2 separate regions of the Canis lupus genome follow, and region 1 is linked to region 2. Evidence: chromatin contacts called from public Hi-C data. All regions are on one chromosome and are shown on one strand. Each heading gives the region's core, a stretch centred on a gene start, on an enhancer-like site or on the middle of the called end of the contact. The rest is flanking DNA. Distances are from core to core; before and after follow the strand shown.

Region 1 (5,165 bases), core at 1,035-3,534, 180 kb before region 2:
TCGTCAAAGCCTTGCTGACCGGAGGCTGGAACAACAAGAGTCGACAAGATCCAAATGGTTTGTTATAGAATCAAAGGATAGAAACACGGGGGGGGGGGGGGGGGGGGGAGAACACACACCCCCTCCCCACCCCCACGATACTTGACAATGGAAAAATCTAGAAAAGCTTGCAATGGTTCTGGCATTTAGGGCGTTACAAGCACACCCGAAATAAAAGCACTCTCTGGTTGCAACAGCTGTTCCGGCAGAGCAGGGGGGTAATGTTTACTTAATGCTTCAAGTTGATGGAGGGGAGAGGGGGGATGTATCATAGTTCAGTCTGTCAGCTACATACGTGGAACTCCACTTATGTACACAGCGATAAGATATGTTTGAGCAACGACAAAGTCTGAAACAGCCTATTCAGCTGGTATGAGTAATCGAGCATAAAGCTCTTTAAAAAAAAAAAAAAAAACACAAAGTCTCAAGATAGTTGGGAAAGTTACAGAGCAGACTGCCATGAATAACTTTGCTTATATTTGCAGACACTGTTTTCCAAATAGCTGGGAAAGTGAACAGACTGTTCTGGGAGGTCGTCTTTCCGATTTGCTCCTAGCTCCCCGGCCTGTTCATCACGGAGGCGAAGCGCAAAGACACTCAGCTCATGCTGCTCACTGGCTGCACCGGGGAGGTGGACTGGGGCGCCAGCAGCAGGAGGCGACGGGACCAAGCGCCTGCCCGAGGTCGCCCGAGGTCTCCCCCGAGGTCGCCCGAGGTCTCCGGCCCCGCACACCCCGCACGCCCCCTTCGTGCTGGCGTCCGCGGGGCCTCCTCCCCCGAGGCCCGCAGCCCGCAGGTGCAGCACCGCAGCCCGGGGCGTGCGCGGCCCCGCCCCCCTGATTCCGCAGCAACTTTGTATCCTGGAGGGGAGACGGAACGCAAGGGCCTGCAGCTCGGGGCGCGGCTGCAGAGGTCGGGGTGCGGGGTGGGCAGCATTCCCCGAGCCCGGGCCGTGTCTAGGGATGAAGATGCTGCACGACCAGGCCCCGGGCCCTCCGGCCGGGACCCGAGCTCCGCACCTGCAAGGAGCCAGGAGCGGCGGGCTGCCCCGCGCCGCGCCGGGAGCGCCACCTCCGGGCCCCCAGAGCACCCGGCCAGCGCACCCTCCGGAGCAGCCCGTCCCGCCCGCCCCCGCCCCCCGCCCCCCGCGCTCAGGGGTCCCCGGCCCGGCCGCCAGCCGCCCCCGGCCACCTACCGGGGCTCAGGGCCGCACAGCGCGGCCCCGGCTCTCGGCGGCCTCCGCCTCCTCCCGGTCCATGGGGTCGGGGCCCCAGCCTGCGCTCCCCTCACCCCGAGGAGGAGGGAGAGGAGGAGGAGGAGGAGGAAGAAGGCAGCGCGCGCTCCCCACCCGGACAGCTCCCCGTCGCTCTGCCTCCCAGGACGCCGACCGCGGCCGGAAGCGCCGCCTCCTCCTCCCGCCTCCCCGGGCTCGACCCGGAAACACACTCTCCACGCGCCCCGCCCCCACCCCCCCGCCCGGAAGTCAGCGCCAGCCGCGCGCCCGCGGGGGAGGAGGGGCCGCGCTGGGGGACACAACTACGCACGAGCGAAGGAACCTGGGCCCCCAGGCTGTCGCCTCCCGCTCTCCACGGGCAGTCCTCGCCGCGCTGCCCGCCCCGCGCCGACCCCGCGCCGGCCCCGCGCCCCAGGCTCGGGCAATACCCACAAGCAAGATGGCGGCGGCGGCGGCACGCCCGACGGCTCAGCGCCGAGGCCTGCGATTGGCCGGCGCCGCGAGTGAGGCGGCCGCGGATTGGTCGGGAGCGCAGCGGGGGTGGGGGTGGAGCCGCCGCCGCCTGGAGCCGGGAGTGGGCAAAGCGGCGTGAGCAGCGGCCCCAGGCTCCCGGAGCAGCGCGCTCGGAGGCGGTTTGGGCGCTCGGGGCCGCAGCCTGGTGAGCTCAGCCCCCCTCAGGCCCTCCCCTGCACCCCGGCCGGGGCCTCGCCGACCGGCGCCGACCGATGCCGCCGCAGCTCGGGGACCCTATCGCCACTCCATCGCGCCATATCGCGACATCATCGTGCCCTGTCGAGACTCCATCTTGTCACGGCCCTTTTCAACATCTACCTTTCTCTCTCTCTCTTTCTCTCTCTCTCTATATATATATATTATTATTTTTAATTTTTTTTAATCCTCCCTGTCATCTCTGGGGGCTGTCCATGTCGTGATTTTGCCGTGATCTCTGCGTGACATCACCGCGCCATCGTGAAGTGTGATCTCATCGCCGCCCTGTCGTGACCTCATCAATGTCGTGTTGTGACCTGGCTGCGGCGGGACAGGTGGTGACCGCCAGGGACCCTCCCCTTCTCATCTCCCCATCTCAGCCGCCCCGCTCCGATTATCCGGCTTGTGGATGCTCCGTCGTCCTGGGAGCCACCCGGGACCCCCGCTTGCTTCTCCAGCCCCGGCCGGCATCCACGGGCTGGGGGCGGGGCGGGGAGGGCGAGGAGAGGGAGCGCTAAGGGTTAATTCTGCTGCTGCTGCTGCTGCTGCTGCTCCTGCTGCTGCCCCTGGTGCTGCTGTTGTTGCTGCTGTTGCTGCTGCTGCTGCTGCAGCTTCTGCCCGAGGGAGGGAAAGGAGAGGAGGCAAGGAGCCTGCGGGGGCGACTCGGAGCCCTGGCTGGAGGGGTGGGGTCCCCAAGCGGGCCTGCGAGGCGTCCCTGGTCGGCCCCCTGCACCCTCACTCCTGCAGAAGCCTGCCTCCTGCCTGTTTTAGAGAAGGGAGAGGAAGGGAAACCTAGGATGCCCTTTTTCCCTCGTGTCAGCCTGAGTCCGGATAATCGAACTTCACCCGTGTGTGTCTCCATTCCTTCCTCTGTGTGTCCTCACCACTCCCTCCGGGTGTGCCTGGGTGGAGGGAGATGAAAGCCGGCCTCTGGTGCCCAGGGGCAGCAGAGCAGGGAGGCCAGCAGCTCCCTCCCACTGCTGTGCAGCTGAGCAGCGGGATGTGTGGTCCTTCCTTCCCGCTTTCTGGAGGTGACCTTGGACCAGGGTCCCTTCTTCGTCCCTAAGGACTTGAGGGTCCAGTACCTTTAAGGGGCTGCCACAAGGGAGGTCAGTCTTGAGGAACCCATCCCTTCTGATCCCTCCCTCTGTGCTAATCCCTCCCTCCATCCTCCACTCCCACCCCCACCCCTCCTCTGCAGAGGGATGCTCAGTCCCTCTTGTGTTCACAGTTGGGCAAGGCGGGCATCATGGCCTCGGATTGCGAGCCAGCTCTGAACCAGGCAGAGAGCCGAAACCCCACCCTGGAGCGCTACCTGGGAGCCCTCCGTGAGGCCAAGAATGACAGCGAGCAGTTTGCAGCCCTGCTGCTAGTAAGGAACTGACCAAAGATTGGGAGGTGGGAAGGGCTGGGTGGTTGGGCCCCCTAGGAATGGGGTCAGAAAGTCCCCAAGGATGCATAGCTTGTGCTGGCATTCCTGGAAGCACCCAAGAAGACCCCAGATGCCTACATTTGGCATCTTCTTTGCTCCCCCTGAGTATGGGGGCAAAGGGGAGAATGGGAGTGAATAAGGCTTGGGGCTCTAGGAGCCTCGGAGGAGGCTGCCTGGGTCTGCTCTCTGGGGCGTCCCGGAGCAGATGGGAGCTGACTCATAGGGTGACAGCAGCAGGTAGTAACTAGTGCAGAGTACTTGAGGGCTGGGGATGATTGCTCTGGGGGTGGAGAGAGTAGCAGAACTAGAAGTAGCTGGGAAGGGGTCCCAAGGGATAGCCGGGATGGCAGTAGCTAGGCTGGGGGTGAGGGAGCTGTGTGGGGCTCAGCCCTGTTGCAGGAGCCGCGCTGGGGCCAGCAGAGCAGGAGCTGCAGTGCTGGGAAGGGGGGGTTGGTGTGTGGGGGGTGAAGGAAGGAGGGAGTACAGTCGCTGCTTGTTTGCCATGGCAACAGGGAGAAGGCTCCAGAGTCAAGGGCTCACACTGCAGCAGAGGAGGTGTTGAGGTGAAATGTAAGGGGAAATGTTTTGACAGGCAGAGTGGCGAGACACAGGAGCCATTTCCCCTGAGAAGGTGGCAGGAATGGATCGGAGGCTGCTTTGGGGGGAGCAGCTAAGGAAGAGACCCTAAATCCCCGGGGGATTTTAAACTGAGCTGTAAGCCCAAATCGGGTGTCGGCATCCAGATTAGACGTCGGCAAGAACTTCCCAAATGACCAGGTGATGGAATGGCAGGAGCTGGGGATTGGACCTCCCCTCTGTGGAAATAATCACAGCTGAGGGATCCCGGAGGTCACAACAGTCCGTCTCCCATGGGAGGAAGGAGCAGGATGAAATGACCTCTGGGGGGCCTTCTGACCCCAGAGCGAGTCCCCTTCCATAACCTCATCTTGCTGATGGTCAGCTCCCCAGGGGGCAGGGGCCAGTCTTCCTTTCGTCCTGCTGATAGCACATCCCCGCCCCCCCCCCAGGTGACCAAGGCAGTCAAAGCAGGGGACATCGATGCCAAAACTCGGCGGCGGATCTTTGATGCTGTAGGCTTCACCTTCCCCAATCGTCTCCTGACCACCAAGGAGGCCCCTGATGGCTGCCCCGACCACGTTCTCCGAGCCCTGGGTGTGGCCCTCCTGGCCTGCTTCTGCAGTGACCCTGAACTGGCCGGCCACCCCCAGGTCCTGAACAAGATCCCCATCCTCAGCACCTTCCTCACTGCCCGGGGGGACCCAGATGACGCTGCTCGCCGTTCCATGATCGACGATACCTACCAGTGCCTGACAGCTGTGGCAGGCACCCCCCGGGGGCCCCGGCACCTTATTGCTGGCGGCACCGTGTCCGCCCTGTGTCAAGCATACCTGGGGCACGGCTACGGCTTCGACCAGGCCCTGGCGCTCCTCGTGGGGCTGCTGGCTGCCGCTGAGACCCAGTGCTGGAAGGAGGCGGAGCCTGACCTCCTGGCCGTGTTGCGGGGCCTCAGTGAAGATTTCCAGAAAGCCGAGGACGCCAGCAAGTTTGAGCTGTGCCAGCTGCTGCCCCTCTTTCTGCCCCCGACAACCGTGCCCTCCGAATGCCTCCGGGATCTGCAGGCCGGGCTGGCACGCATCCTGGGCAGCAAGCTGAGCTCCTGGCAGCGCAACCCCGCGCTGAAGCTGGCAGCCCGCCTGGCGCACGCCTGCGGCTCCGACTGGATCCCAGCGG
Region 2 (5,034 bases), core at 1,506-4,005:
GGCGTGACCCCGGAGACCCAGGATCGAGTCCCACGTTGGGCTCCCTGCATGGAGCCTGCTTCTCCCTCTGCCTGTATCTCTGTGTCTCTATGAATAAATAAATAAAATCTTTTAAAAAATAAAATAAGGGGATCCCTGGGTGGCTCAACGGTTTGGCGCCTACCTTCAGCCCAGGGCATGATCCTGGAGTCCCGGGATCAAGGCCCACGTCGGGCTCCCTGCACGGAGCCTGCTTCTCCCTCTGCCTGTGTCTCTGCCTCTCTCTCTCTGTGTCTCTCATGAATAAATGAATGAATGAATAAATAAATAAATAAATCTTTAAAATAAATAAATAAAATCTTAAAAAAAAAGGAATCATTGGACAAAAAAATTCATTGTTCATCTTTGAAGAGTGCTACAGAATCAATGCTTTAAGGTACATAAACCAAAAGAATTAAGCATTTATTACACATTTTTTTTGGGAATGTTTCTCAGTATATCCAAATGACATGTTAAATAACATCACAGAGATGCAATCCAGATGTGAAAAGCTCTGTAGTACAAACTGTGGATTTCCTTAACAGTAAACTGCAAGAAAAAAAGACAAATGGGGAGATCTATATGGAGTTAAGATACACACACATCAACAATTGCAATATGCAGACTTTGGATCCTGATTCAAATAAACTGAAAGTATATGTATATGTGACTCAAAGAAATCTGAACACTAACTAGATATTTAGTATTAAACAACAATTGTGAATTTTTTAGGTGTAGTAATAATATTTGTGGTTATCTGTTTCGGGAAGTCCTTTATCGTAGAGATTAATAATGAAATATTTGTGGATGAAATGAGGTCTGAAATATGCTTCCAAATAATCCAGTGAGGGGGGAAAGTGGGTGAGACTATAAATGAAACAAGACTGGCATGATTTGATAACTTGAAGTTAGGTGATAGGTTCTTTTTACCAACTTTGCTGTGTTCATGTAGGTTTCAAATTTCCCAAATAAAACCATTTTAAAAGTCACAAATAAAAAACATGAGCAGGATGGTGTTAGGTGACTTGACTAGTTAGCAACCAGGCTGACCCTAGAGGCCAGATCTCCTACATCCTTGGCTTTCTTTTCTTTTCTTTTTTTTTTTTTAAGATTTTATTTATTTATTCGTGAGAGACAGAGAGAGAGAGAGAGAGAGAGAGAGAGAGGCAGAGATACTGGCAGAGAGAGAAGCAGGCTCCATGCAGGGAGCCTGACGTGGGACTTGATCCCAGGTCTCCAGGGTCTCGCCCTAGGCTGAAGGCAGGCGCTAAACCCATGAGCCACCAGGGCTACCCATCCTTGGCTTTCTTTTTTTTTTTTTTTTAATGTTTTAAAATTTTTTATTTATTTATGATAGTCACAGAGAGAGAGAGAGGCGCAGAGACACAGGCAGAGGGAGAAGCAGGCTCCATGCACCGGGAGCCCGATGTGGAATTCGATCCCGGGTCTCCAGGATTGTGCCCTGGGCCAAAGGCAGGCGCCAAACTGCTGCACCACCCAGGGATCCCCATCCTTGGCTTTCTTAGGGCTCTGAATCCAATTAAGGGGAGGGAGGGTGTGCATGTGTGTAAATATTAACATCTGTACTGTAGTCAGGCACTTCCCACCTTAATGATTTCTCAAAACAACTATTAAATTGATTTAAATGTTTGGTACAGTTATTTGAATAACAACCAGGGTAACAGGCACTGAGGAGCCCCAGAGGATCATCACGCATGTTCTGATGGTTCTCCCAACAACCTAAACAGTTAAGATTCTTTGTGGGTGCAGAAACTGAGTTTGGGGAACCACATGACTCAGCACATAGTGATGCTCCTCATCACCGAATTCCGGGCAGTTTGTACCAATATCAGCAACAGCCACCGCCAGGAACAGGGTGAGGACAAAGTCCAGTCTCAAAACCTCGGTCATCAAGATTAATACCTTAGTGCAATATTTTTTTGTTTTTATTTATTTATTTTACAACACTTTTTTCTAAAAATAAATGGAACTGGCAAAGCTATGGCTCACGAGGTCAGCCAACCACTTTTGCTAACAATTTTTTTTTTTTTTGCTAATAAAATTTTTATTGAAACCAGGGCCAGGATTTAGGGGGAGGTGCAGAGGTGCAGAAGCGCAAGCGCAGGCAGGGGCTGGCTGGCTTGCTTGCTGTATCTAAAAATTCAAAATACTGGATTAAAACACTATCTCGATTACGGAGTTTTGGGTAGCCCTCTTAAAGGTGCCCCCAAGGCTGGTGCCTCCCCTGGTCCCGGCCACACGACCTCAGAGCCCCCGCGCAGACCCCGCCTCCCGGAGGCCCCGCCTCCCATTTCCGGGGAACCGCCCCCCTGCCCAGCAGCCCAGGTGCTTCTGCGCCTGCGCCGTCCTCTGTTGGGGGAGGGGAGCCAGACGAGGAAGAGCCCCCGCGGCAGGAAACCCGCCGCAGGGGCGGCCGGGCGGCCGGAGGAGCTGCGGGGAGGCCGGCTGCGCGCGCCGCAGGAGTCAGGAGCGACGCGGCCAGCCCGGCGCCCGGCGGGAGCGGAGAGCCGCGAGCCCGCGGGGCCGTGGGAGCCTCCCAGCAGCCTGAGCGCGCGCCGCCGCCGCCGGGCACGCCGGGAGCTGTAGTCCTCTCCGCCTCCGCGCCCCGCTCGGGCCGCTCGACCCTTTCCCATCCCCGCCCCTGGGCGCCGGGCCTCGGCAGCCGCGGACGGCGGCCTGTGCACTAACTCACCTCAGAAACCACTTCGCCGGGCATGACTCCGGCCTCTCCCGCGCTTCGCTGTGACGGGGCAGGTCTCGCGTTCCCGTAGCGCGGGCGCAGCGGCTCCCGCGGTCTCCAGTCCCGCAACGCTGTTTGAGCTTTCGCGCCCAGCCAGCGCGGAGGCCCCGCCCCAACGACCTGCACCAATCCGGAGGCGGCTTTCTGCGCGAGGCCACGCCCCCGCGCTGTCCTACCAATCAGGAAGCGGCGCCGGCCAGACTCGCAAATAGAACCCGGGTCGGCTTGGCGGGTCCCGGCTGCTCCAGTCCCTGCGAGCTCAGGGCGGCTGGTGCCCCGTCTGCGGGACGGTCGGGCCCTCTGGCCTTGCAAGGCCCTACCTGGGGAGCGGTGGCTTTGACCTTTGGCCCTTGCTGCAGCGCATGTTGAGGAGTAAGCCCTTCAAGCGGGAAGATCCCTGGGCCACTTCTAGAAGACACCTGCGGGGGTTTTCTCCGGGACCTCCATCCCAGGAGCAGCTGCGTCCCACCTGCTCCTTGTACACGGAGCATTCACGCCCCTGAGCATTGACGAAAGTTCTATGGGCTTCTCAGATACCAAAGAATATCCTTGGATGGCCTTTACAATTTTATTTATTTTTTATTATTTTTTAAAAGATTTTATTTATTTATTTATTTATTTATTTATTTATTTATTTATTTATTTATTTATTTATTTATTCATGAAAGACACAGAGAGAGAGAGAGAGGCAAAGACCCAGGCAGAGGGAGAAGCAGGATCCATGCAGGGAGCCCGATGTGGGACTCAATCCCGGGTCTCTAGGATCATGCCCTGGGCCAAAGGCAGGTGCTAAACCGCTGAGCCACACAGGGATCCCCTATAATTTTATTTAAAGTTAATTTGAGGATGTAGGAAAATACCTACCCATCCACTCCTCAACTCCTCAGACAAGGCAGGAATGAAGAATAAAAGGTCCGGAGTCAGACTAATCCCAGACGATTCTAATTCCTTGTGACTATGCTGGTTACTGTCTTTTTGCCCCTCCAGGTCTATTCTCATTCCTTATCCTGCTCTGCCCAGGGCAGGCTGACCACTCCCGGCTGTACTACCCAAGCCCCCTTGCCCTCTGGCTTCCGGTTGAGTCAAGTTCCTGGAAGGGACTTTACAAGATGACTGTAAGCAGGAAGTCAGAGGGCACCAAGAAGGGAAGGCCGCAGTAGTTACCATCCTTCCCTACTTCACTCTCATGATCTTATCCATTGATAGGTGACCAACTCATCTGAATTTTCCCACGACTTTTCCAGTTTATTTTTTTTAAGATTTTATTTATTTATTCATGAGAAACACACAGAGAGAGGCAGAGACACAGGCAAAGGGAGAAGCAGGCTCCATGCAGGGAGCCCGACGTGGGACTCGGTCCTGGGACTCCAGGATCACGCCCTGAGCCAAAGGTAGACGCTCAACCACTGAGTCACCCAGGCATCCCACTTTCCCAGTTTTAGCATTGAGAGTCCATCTCCCGAGAATCTCAGTCCCAGGCAAACCAGGATAGTTACCTTAACCCCTGGCTTCCTCTATCCAAGTTTCCAGCTTTAGCTGGATTCAGATAAAAATTCTCTTTCCTCATCTTTATTTCTTTACCTCCCCACCACTTCTCAACCCACTTTTTCTCCCCACATCAAGACCCCGCTGTACATCCTCTTCTCTCCCATCCATCTAGCCACATTTTCACCCACTTTGCTAGTTCTACACTGATGATTTCCAAATATACATTTATAGCGCTTCTCCTTCATATCTACAGGGCTAACATTTATCGGAGGCTTACCCTGCGACAGAAACAGTTGCAAGAATTTTGCAAACATCTTATTTAGTCTTCAGAATAAATTTGTAAGGTAATACTACTGTCTCTACTTTAGCGGGACATAAACCTTTAAAAGGCTAGTAACTGATGGAGCCAATATTCACACCCTGCTCAATCTGACTCCAGAGCTCATACTCTTCAGAGAGGCCTTGCCTGAGCCCCACTCTCCACTATCTCTCCATCCCCTGCTCTGTTTTCCCCAATAACAAGTCTGCCTGAAATTTTATTTTTATCTATTTGTATATTGTTGCTACAGGAGGTCAAGTACTTTCCTTTACCACCATATCCTCACTATCTAGAATAGTTGGAGCATGATAAGAATGATCTGAAGAGCTGGTAACAAGGTTACTGAACCCCACTCACTCCCAGAGTTTCTGATTTAGTATGTCTGATGTGAGGCTCAAGAATTTTCTTTTTTTTTTAATATTTTATTTATTTATTCATAAGAGACAGA

The links. Hi-C and Micro-C count contacts between places; a contact is called where the count stands out from the background.
Region 1: a contact with region 2 is called in a Hi-C map of blood, with 5 times the contacts expected there. The contact joins the promoter of NCDN here to the promoter of CLSPN in region 2. A contact is called at or near these places in 3 of 9 Hi-C or Micro-C datasets (amygdala and blood).

What each region holds. Positions count from the first base shown.
Region 1 is chr15:6,650,957-6,656,121 of UU_Cfam_GSD_1.0, reverse strand. NCDN (neurochondrin) reads left to right here and starts at 2,284. Exons shown (of 7, transcript XM_038557936.1): 1 at 2,284-2,316; 2 at 3,213-3,353; 3 at 4,442-5,165. The coding sequence starts at 2,284. KIAA0319L (dyslexia-associated protein KIAA0319-like protein homolog) reads right to left here and starts at 1,460. Exons shown (of 21, transcript XM_038557933.1): 1 at 1,235-1,460.
Region 2 is chr15:6,470,108-6,475,141 of UU_Cfam_GSD_1.0, reverse strand. It overlaps CLSPN (claspin), which reads right to left and starts at 2,755. Exons shown (of 25, transcript XM_038557926.1): 1 at 2,732-2,755. The coding sequence starts at 2,755.